2 separate regions of the Muntiacus reevesi genome follow, and region 2 is linked to region 1. The links are chromatin contacts, called in public Hi-C maps. All regions are on one chromosome and are shown on one strand. Each heading gives the region's core, a stretch centred on a gene start, on an enhancer-like site or on the middle of the called end of the contact. The rest is flanking DNA. Distances are from core to core; before and after follow the strand shown. Region 1 holds the start of ZEB1 (zinc finger E-box binding homeobox 1). Region 2 holds the start of ZNF438 (zinc finger protein 438).

The links. A called contact is a pair of places that touch in the nucleus more often than the background predicts.
Region 2: a Hi-C map of muscle shows a contact between it and region 1, with 7 times the contacts expected there. The contact joins the promoter of ZNF438 here to the promoter of ZEB1 in region 1. A contact is called at or near these places in 2 of 3 Hi-C or Micro-C datasets (blood and muscle).

The regions. Positions count from the first base shown.
Region 1 is chr2:33,190,672-33,196,195 of mMunRee1.1, reverse strand. ZEB1 (zinc finger E-box binding homeobox 1) reads left to right here and starts at 2,502. Exons shown (of 9, transcript XM_065921220.1): 1 at 2,502-2,600. The coding sequence starts at 2,543. LOC136159241 (a long non-coding RNA gene) reads right to left here and starts at 3,718. Exons shown (of 4, transcript XR_010661432.1): 1 at 3,600-3,718.
Region 2 is chr2:33,437,293-33,442,396 of mMunRee1.1, reverse strand. ZNF438 (zinc finger protein 438) reads right to left here and starts at 3,037. Exons shown (of 8, transcript XM_065921226.1): 1 at 2,600-3,037. All of the region lies in intron 3 of LOC136157125 (craniofacial development protein 2-like), which reads right to left.

The sequences.
Region 1 (5,524 bases), core at 1,253-3,752:
TTTATTCCTTCACTTTGTATCTGATTTCAAGGTGAGGATAAACACAGAAGGGGCTTCCCAGGTGGCTCAGTGGTAAAGAATCTGCCTGCCCATGCAGGAGACACAGGAGATGCAGGTTAGATCCCTGGGTCAGAAGATCCCCTGGAAGAATAAATGGCAATCCACTCCAGGATTCTTGCCAGGATAATCCCAAGGACAGAGGAGACTGGCAGGCTACAGGCCATGGGGTTGCAAAGAGCCGGACACAACCGAGCACACTCCCATGAACACAGAATAAAGCTTAGTAGGTGGATCAGGACAGGTTACTTCAGTAAAAGGTGTGATACTTCCTAAGTTTAAGACTAAGTGAAATGTGTGCTTGAGTTAGAAAGTACTTTTTTTTCCTTTCTGGCTGGATAGCTGTAAAAAGGGTGTGTGTGTGTGTTGAGAGGTGGTACAGGGAGATGGTGTGTGTGTTGAGGTGGGGCAGGGATGTGTGTGTGTGTTGAGAGGTGGGGTAGGGGTGTGTGTGTGCGTGTGTGTGTGCGTGTGTGTGTGTGTGTGTGTGTGTGTGTGTGTGTGTGTGTGTTGAGAGGTGGGGCAGGGGTGTGTGTGTGTGTGTGTTGAGAGGTGGGGCAGGGATGCCCGCAAAGGATAAAGTCTAAGCTGATTCAGAAGCCTGCAACTGAAGAACATTATATAGCTCTTGGGAGGGTAGGGAAAAATCACCACTTGAACCAAGCAATGAATGAGCCTTGTTCTGGTTCTCGCATGCACAAGTTCGGTGAACATGGTATTGAGATCAGGACTGCCTGTACTTAAGATGATCATTAAGAGTGATGATTCTAGCTTTGGTACTGAGGAAGAAACCAGGCACACAGACATAATGTACAGCAAAGAATAGTTACAGTCCCCTTTCATGCACCAATAAATAACACATCCACTTATCAAAATGCCAAAGCAAACGTGGGAAAGAAAATTTTCATCTATATTCAGGATTAAACTTTCTAATTTTAAATTACTAGACTTCAGCTGTAAATTTATTTCAGATGAAAGGTTTGGAGAGATTATTAATGAATCTTCCAAAAGCCTGGATGGTGTTCAAAAAATTAACATAATAAAAAAGTCCTGCCATCGTCATGACAAAAATCATAGGCATAAATTTGGTGAGCACCTAATGTGACAGCACTGTGCTAGGTTGACTGTTACTTCTAATACTTTGTGACGTTTCAGTCTTCTCAACTTCTTTAGCTATCATCTCTTACAATGTTCATTTATAACTCTTTATTATTCGAAACACAGCTCAGCTGTATTCTCTCAAGTTGGTCCCAAAGACATTTCCTCATTTGAAGGCGGGGAGGAGGGGAGAGCGAAGTCTCTACTGAATACTGAAGACGTGACCTTCTTGGTATTTGTGCTGGTATCTACGTGGTCTTTCAGAAATCCCTGAACTTGTACGCAGATCGAGATAAGATCGCCATCCATCACCTGCCAAGACCACACCTGCCGGCCCTCGTTTCACTCCCTAAGTTTCTGCACAGCGACCGCTGCCCACCCAGATACTAAATTGTGGCCTGTTAACACCCTAACTCTTTAAGTCTGGGGGCCTCGGATCTGGGCGATGTACTGGCGGGGGGGGGGGGGGGGGCGGGGAGCAGGGCGGACGTGGCCGCAGGGAGAAGGGCGCGGCCTGGGGGCGGGGGCTGCCGAGGTGACAGCAGGTGAGCGCCCAGCGCGCAGGAGGAAGTGAGACAGGCCGGCGTGGGGATTACTCATTCCGCTTCACTGCCGAGGTGGCTCGCAAGCGGAACTTCTCGCCCCTCTTTCGGTCCAGCTGAACTTCTACCTCGTTGAAGTCACTTCCCACCCCCGGTTTGCTCGGCGGGGGGGGGGGACACTGTACGTCCGCGGAGGGGCGGGGAGTCCGACGTGCGGGGTCAGGTAGTTTCGGGGCGCCGCGTGTCCCGAAACAGCTGTCCGCCGCTCCCCAGACCCTCCTGCCCGCCCCCCGATCGCGGAGCATCCCCGGGCGGCCGGGGTTGCGTGAACCGCCCCCCCACCACGCCCCCCGTAAGGCCGAAGGAGGACAGGTTGATCCCGCCACTCCGGGGGCGGCTCCGAGGGCACGGGATGCCTGCGAGAATCAGCCAGACCCGAACGTGCCCCTGGCGGCAGCAGCGGGTGTGGCCAGTTCAGAGCTCCTATTTTACCTTTCTCGGCTCCGACGGCCAGTCGCCCTCCGGACCACGTCCGCACGGTTCCCCCGCGCCCCCACCCCGCCACCCCCGCCCGCGACACCTGGAGGAAACTTTTTCCTCGCCCCTCCATGCAAACTCAGCTGCTCCCCCGTCTGCCGCAAACCGTCCTCTCCCTAGCAACAAGGTTCCGGCCGTAGAGCGAGTGGCTCTAGGTGTAAGGAAGGTGATGTCGTAAAGCCTCGAGTGTCGTAAACCAGGTGCGGTGGGGAGGGGGGAGGGGTGGAGGCGGAGGGGCGGGGGGGGGAAAGGGGGAGGGAGGGAGGGGGAGGAGGTGACTCGAGCATTTAGACACAAGCGAGAGGATCATGGCGGATGGCCCCAGGTGTAAGCGCAGAAAGCAGGCGAACCCGCGGCGCAATAACGGTGAGTGGCGGAGGGGACCGGGGAGCGGCGGAGTCAGGGGGAGCCGGGCGGCCGGGGCGCCCCCGAGGGCGAGGGGGGCGAGCTGGGCTGGGGGCGGCCGGGCAGGGACGGGCCAAGTGGAGTGGGAAAGTAGAAAGTAGTGCTCTCTGCCCCCCTCCGGGCCGCCGCCGCCGGAGCCGCGCCGCGGCCGCCCGCTCTCCCTGAACCGTTATGTCTCTTACCTGGTCTCTCCGCCTAGCGGCTCCCGCCGCCCCTGCCGCCTCGCTGGACCGTTAGCCGCCGCCGCCGCCGCATCCCCGGCGCGGGCGGGCGGCCGGGACGCGGCGCCCACTTTTCTGGGCTCGGGGGGGAGCGGCTGTTGCTTCTTTCCGCACTTTTTCCCCACTCTTGTGCCCCCTCGGCGCCCCCCTCCCCGCCTCCTCGGCGCCCTCGGCGCTTCGTCCCCGCGGCGCCGAGGCCCCGGAGCCGAGGAACTAACTTGTGCCCGACGCTTGCCCGTGCAGAGTGGCTTCCGCGCGCCGCGGCCCCGCCGGCGCGGTGGCTCGGGCCCCGCGGCTTGGCCGGGCTGCGGGCGCGCGGCGGCGGGACGCGGCGGCCGCGGGCTGCGTGTCGTCCGTGCGCGCGTGTGCGCGGAGCGCGCGGCGGGCGGACGGGCCGGGCCAGTGGCGGTAAAGTTGGGAGCGGCCGGCGAGGCGCGCTCGGCGCGGGACGGGGCTTCACGGTCCTCGGGGTGGGGTGCGGGTCCCTTAAGCGCCCCGAGCGCGGTCCGCGTCCCGCGGGGAGCCGGCGGGCGGGGCGGGCGCGGAACCGCGGCCGTGGGAGCCGCGGGGTTTGTGTGTGGGGGGCGGCGGCGGCGGGTTGGCAGAGTTGTTACCTGGTTTCGGGACCGGGAAGCACCGCAGACAGGTCCCCCCGCCCGGGAGGACGCCTCCTCCGCGCGGGGATGGGCTGCCGAGCGTGCGCCTCCCTTGTTCTCTTTCGGTTTGGGGAAGTTGTTACCTGGGCCGGACGCGCAGGGCGTGAAGCCGGCGAAGGGAGCTTGGATGGCGCTCGGGGTCTCGGGTGGAAGGAGTGTGGGGGAGGGAGGCGGCCGGACCGACGGACGCGGGGCGCCGCTGCCCGCGCGGCAGCGGCGGCGGCGGCCGCCGGGTTTACTAATGAGTGCTGATGCTGCGCGGGGAGGGGCGCACCCCCCCATCTGCCTGGCGTGAGAGTTTAGAAAAATAACAATAATAACGGGAGAGCGAGCGAGCGAGCCCCGAACATGTATTGGTGGGCTGCACACTCGCCCTTTGCGGTGGGGAGAGACGGTGGAAGTTGGTTGCATTTCTGCTTATCTGGGGGGCGATGCTGCGCCCGCCCGCCCGCCCGCTCCGCGGCGACCGTCTGCTGGTGGGTATTGTCTGGACAGTTCCTGCGGCGACAGGGCCGAGGCCGGAGCGCGGCCCCCGCCCGCCCGGTACCTGTTTGGAGAATAATGGGCGGCTACGGCCCTGCCGCTGGCTGCGGCCGAGTCTATATAAGGAATTGCACGGACCTAGCGGACCGAGGGGCTCGTATGGGTTCCTGCGTTATTTTTAAAACGAGTTTCTGAGAGTAGGGAAATAAATGCGCCTGGAACGGGATCGCCGTATCCTCCAGAAAATGAGGAAATACGGGTTTAAGTCAAAACTCTCCGGCGCTCGCCCCACCCCCAGGCCCGGGCTCCCTTTCTCCCTCCCCTCCGGGATGCGAAACGCGAGGTTTTGTAACCTTTCCTGGCAATTTTAGATTTTGTGTGGGATTTCCTGTCTAGAAGCAGATACGGAGGTTTTCAGGCGGTTTCAAGATGTAAACGTAATTTTAATTTATTCGAGCCGACATTGAAATCGCCGCTTTCGTGAACGGTCTTAGTTATCCAAATACACATTTGCATTTTAAAGACGTCTGTTAAGTGATGATCGATAACTAATATTTGGCGTCCTCGTTGTGGAGAGATGACTTGTTACGGCCAGGAGCGGAGCACAGGCTATTGCAATTTTAATTTCCTGTTTTAGCGTCAAACAGTGTGTGTGCTATATTGAGCTGTTGCTGTTGCTGATGTGGCTTTATGAAAGGTAAGTTGGTCTGGAAAGGGCTGTTCGCGTTTTACCTTATTTAAAATGTTCATCGCCAGAGAAAGGGGCTTTTCTTGTTGCTGACGACATGTGTGTGACATGTGAGTCTGAACCACCCAGCGTCTGTGCAGCTGCTGTAAACATGTTTACCTGAGCAGGAAAGGATGGATTTTTCTTCTAAAGATCCTGGGATGTGAACATTACACCCATCAGGCATATCAACAGATGACTTAAGGGGGAAAAGCGATCCTGAAAGGTACTTGAAATCAACAGGAAAGAGAGCTGTTGGATCGCTGCAGCAAATGGCAACTTGTACAGGTAGAAAAAAGATGGTGTTTAGTTTTTCTCCGGCATGGATGTCAGCCCCCTCCTGTCTGCTGCTTTCATTCTCAAGGGAGGGATTTATTTACCACGCTGGCTGTCAGTGTTTTTCCTTTGTGTTTAATATTAGAAAAACAGATTTGGGGATGTTTAGCACAAAACGTCTTGCCTGCAGTGAGCATTACTCGCAGAAAACAAAAGGTGTTTCGGATAGTACTGTGCTACTCCAGGTATCTTCCATTTTCATCACTTTTGGCTCCGTCCTTGTATTTCTTTTTGTTCTCAGATGCATTTCATCCATTGCTGATTATTACAGCCACGCTGTTTGATTAAGCCTCCTGATTTGCAAATTAAAAATGAAGTTACATGCCATTGTGTTGTGAAACCTCAGGATAGGTGCTGGTTAGGATTTCTTAGCAACGCAGTCATATGTAAGTTGCAGTTGTTTACTGGAGAGAATCGCTTGGAAAAAATGTTAACTCTTCAATCTTTTTAATGAAGGAGTAA
Region 2 (5,104 bases), core at 1,788-4,287, 250 kb before region 1:
GGCTGTCCTCCCAAACCCCTTCCTCCCTTCTCAGAAAACAGCACCATTATCCATCCAGCTGTTTCAGCCTAAAACCAGAGAAATCATTACTTCTCCTTCTTCTCACACTTCAGCTTCTAGCATCAAAAGTATACTGACTTTGACCATATACCATCATCCCGCCAACTATCTCCCCTAGCCCAAACCCCTGCCATCTCTCCCCAGGCGACAGTAAGAAACGCCCATCTCCCCACTTTCAATACTCCCCACTTCACAGCCCTACTGCTAATTCTCCCTCCAAGAAAACTGCAATCAGATGCTATTCCCTTGATGCAAGGCTCCCTCTAGTTTCCCATCACATTCAGAGTAGCATCTTCACACACCCTTGCCCCCTTAGCCCACAAGGGTCCCCCTAGTTGCTGGCCCTCCAGTATCACTTGCCACCACCTTCTCCCTTCCTTGCCTTGTTCTAAACACTCTCCCCTTGCCATGTCTTGGCCACCTCAGACCACTGCTGTTGCTCCTGTCACAAGACAGTACCATACAATCCTCTGAAGTCTGGACTCAGAGGTCGAGCTACCCACATTCAAATACTGTCCCTATCACATTTAGCTCTGTCTGCAAGCACACAGTTGTTCAGCTGTGTCCGACTCTTTGCAACCCCATGGACTGCAGTCCCCCAGGCTCCACTGTCCATGGAATTTTCCAGGCAAGAATACTGGAGTGGGCTTCCATTTCCTACTCCAAGGGATCTTCCCAACCCAAGCATAAGAACCCACATCTCCTGCATTGGTAGACGGGTTCTTTATCACTGAGCCACGTGGGAAGCCATGAGCATATCCCTAATATTTCTGTGCACCGGTATCCTCATCTATAATAAAAAATGGAGATATGAACACACACCTCAGAAGTTTGTAAAAATCTAATTTAGTGTTTAGAAGAATGCCTCACATAGTTAGCTCTAGGTTAGGGTTTACTGCTAAGATTATGCCTGCCTGAAAATTTCTTACCTCAGGTTCTTCCTCTCACTTCCATCAATTCAAAGCCACCTCCTCTGAAATTTATTCCCTGATGGACCCCATGTCAAACAACCTGCCCTGTACTCCCACTGTTGTTCTTATCTTCCTTGACTTCACTGCACTTACCACCATCTGAAATAACATTATGTACTTATTCTTTGATGCCTGATACCCCCCTGGACCATGAGCTCCACCAGGTTGGCGACTTTGTCTACTTGCTGCTCTATCTGTAGTTCTGACTCAGAACCTGACTTTGAAAATACACATCTCCTATACAGGTCAGTGGACCAGCCGGAGTTTCTTAATAACAATACTTAGACAGCCTTTCATTTTCATGATTGCGTCTGAGCCTCAAAAAAGAAACAGTACATATACTATCATCTCCCATTTTAGGGAGAAAAAGAAAGTTCCCAGCTTGGGTGACTTCTCTTTGGACACAAGCTAGTAACAGAAACAAAAATCAGAACCCTTGCTTTCTAAGGCTCTTCAAACTTGGATGGAAGTGTATTGGGCCCCTGAGCTGAATTTACAGAAGTGTTTTGTATTCAACTTCCTGAATAAATACACCCTAGGGGCGCCCAATAGTCTTCCTTTCAAAGTTCTTAACAAACACTTGCTCCTGAATTTGAGAAGTATCACAGTATACACTAACTCATCAAAAATGCACCAACCTCTGGCAAGCCAAGAAAGTCAAGCAGTAACATATGATAAGGTGATATTCCAAACTGACAGATCAACAATCCCTAAAACACAGTGTGTCTGTGTTGAGTATACTGTGCTCATTCCAGGGCGCTTTCTCTACAACACCAGACAAGAGGGCGTTTTAATTGCTGAGAACATTGTGATACTGATACCAGTGATTTCTTGACCCCTGTCCACCAAGCTCAGAGACAAGAATTCAGATCTGTGATCCGGTTCAAGTGTTGTCCGTGATTAGATGGGCGGAAGGAGGAGAGAAGGCAAAATTTTGAAAACATTCTCCTACCTACAAGACCTCTGTCAGGGCCGCTGGTCACCACATTCTCAGAATAACCGACTGGCTTAAGTCTTCTCCTGGCAAGGTTACCTCTCACAACGCTCCCGGCCCTGGGAAATGCCCATTAGGGAGGTCAGAGACCTTTATGCCTTCATTTTACACAAAAAAAGGAAACTGAGGCAGCAAGTGGCCATCCCTGCAGCTCGCCCTCAGCTATCTGGAAGCTGCGGGGACCCCAAAGGAAGCCCAGATGTGCGGGGGTCTCTGCAGGAACCCTGCACCGCTGACTCAACATGTCAAACTCCAGGGCAGATGGAATTCAGTCCTCTCTACGAGGAAGAAAGAAAAGAGGCTCTTCCCTTGGACTCCCCATTCTCTGGCCTCCACTGTGGTCCCAAGGGAGACCGTGCGCGTCTCCCAGGGCGCGGCCTCGCCTCTCACTGCCGCCCAGCCTGCCACGGAGAGTGCGCTCCCGCCCCGGGCGGGTACCTGTCCCGTCACCGCGTTCGGCGGCTCCCCGGACCGCCCCAGGGGCGGAACCCAAGGCCACCACCGACTCGTGGGGTGCGGACAGCTGGGCGAGCCCCGGAGGCCCAAGCAGCTTCAGGAATCCTCAGAAACTTACAGTTTTCCTACCGCGTACGCGTCACGGCGAGGTGACGTCAGAGGACCCGGCGCCTGGGCAGGCCAGGCCGCGGGGCACCGCCCCCCGCGCAAAGGCGGGAGACACGCCCCTTCCTCAACGGCCCCGCCCCACCGCGGGGCCCTGGGTGCGGAGCAGGCGCAGACTGCCCGCCTGGCTGCCTCCGGGAGGGCTTCCCAAACCAGGCCGCCGAGGGCGGGGGCTGCTTGAGAGAGCTGTGCTCTAGCCGTGGGGCCGGGGGCGAGGCAACAATGGGAGTGGGCAAAGACCCTGGGAACACAGCAAACAGGGTGTCGCCAAGGGGCTGGGCGCCAGAGTTGTGAAGTAAATTTTCCACAGACTTTGCCTTTCTTCCCTCACGTGTTCGTTAAAAGTTCTCCACGTGCGGAAGCAGTCATTTGTTCTCCATCAGGTGCTGCGGCCCCCTTCGCCGGGAGCGCTCAGGTCTCCCACCAGCCCTTGCTCCTATGCCGCCCCGCCCCGACTCCGCCCCAAGGGTTCGGCCCCGCCCATGCAGAGTATGCTCCTCCCCAACCGGACCACCCCCTCCGTTGGCCCCGCCCCCTGGGGTCCGCCCTTCCGGCTCCAACTGGAGGCAGGACCGGCGCCGCGCGACCCCGCCCTGTTCGAGCGGCTGTTCTGACGTTTTCCTGGAGTTTTTAGTCTTTCCCTTTCCTACTAGATTTCCAACTTTTGCACAGGTTCCACTATTTTGTCTTTAACAGACGATGATCTGTATAAACAAAATATTTACGCGTCTTCGCTCGTGTAAACTTTCCACCTCTTCCTCACCTGGTGACATTTTCCTGCGCCAACCCGGGTCTCTGCTATTTTATGCTCTTTTCTGGTTAAAAGATGGCTTAGTCAAAGGAAAACTGAAGGCTCGAAGAACCGACAGCAATATATTAAACATTTATTTCTGCCTTGTATGATTTTTCTATTAGTCTTACAGTCAGAAAGAAAAATAACACTTTATACTAAAAAGTGGCTCAAACAACAACGTCTTGGGGAGAAATAAAGAATGGGGAAAAGAGGTCTTGGAAGTAGATGCCACGGAGGAAGTACTGAAGAGAGAAAGGATCACTTTTTAAAACTTGGAATCACGACAAATAGCTAGATCAAGCGTGAAATTTTGCCAGACAGCTCCAGTGTAAATAAAACCTGAAACAATGGTTTGTTTACACTCTCATTGAAAATACTGTAGTATTTTCATAGGAAAGAGTGATGACGATGACGGGGACTGTTAGCCTTTAACTCTTGACATCTGGGCTGGTTAAAAGTAAACGTATTATTCAGGAAAAATACACTTAAGTAATTAAAGTTTAGAAAAGTTTCTGACTTGGATATTATTTGTATGGTTTACCTTACTATATCATACAAAGTTTTAATTGGGCTTCCCTGGTAGCTCAGACAGTAGAGAATCTGCCTGCAATGCAGGAGCAGGGACCCATGTTCGATCCCTGGGTCAGGAAGATCCCCTGGAGAAGGGAATGGCAACTCACTCCAGTATTCTTGCCTGGAGAATTCCATGGACAGAGGACCGTGGCCGGGTGTAGTTCATGCGGTCGCCAAGAGTCAGAAACGACTAAGGGACTAAAATACACAAGTTTAAATGATCACTATCGTAACATGAAAGAAATTTATAAAGTTTGTAGATAGAAATTTTAACAAAAATAAGGTTTTTGTTCTGTGGTGCAGAGTTATAGAAAAATTAGCACTTTTCAAAATTCCACATATTACAAAAAATCTAAAATTCTACATATTGAAAAAATAGCAATATTTGTATTTTTCCTTGTTAAACAACAATTTAAGAAAACTTTCAGGTGTTAATTTCATTAATTACATGCTTATAAAATGTTTTATGTATATCATCCCAAAATTGGAATTCTTTTCTTTTTCATTTATTTTTATTAGTTGGAGGCTAATTACTTTACAATATTGTAGTGGTTTTTGCCATACGTTGACATGAATCAGCCATGGATTTACATGTATTCCCCATTCCGATCCCCCATCCCACCTCCCTCCCCACCCCATCCCTCTGGGTCTTCCCAGTGCACCAGCCCGGAGCACTTGTCTCGTGCATCCAACCTGGGCTGGTGATCTGCTTCACCCTTGATAATATACATGTTTCAATGCTGTTCTCTCTAAACATCCCACCCTCGCCTTCTCCCACAGAGTCCAAAAGTCTGTTCTGTATATCTGTGTCTCCTTTTCTGTTTTGCATATAGGGTTATCGTTACCATCTTTCTAAATTCTAAAGGAAGCTGTGGTACATATACACCATGGAATATTACTCAGGCATTAAAAAGAATTCATTTGAATCAGTTCTAATGAGATGGATGAAACTGGAGCCCATTATACAGAGTGAAGTAAGCCAGAAAGATAAAGACCAATACAGTATACTAACGCATATATATGGAATTCTTTTTTAATGAGATTCTAGATACACCTATGGGCATGTACCATGTAAACATCATCTGTCTTGAT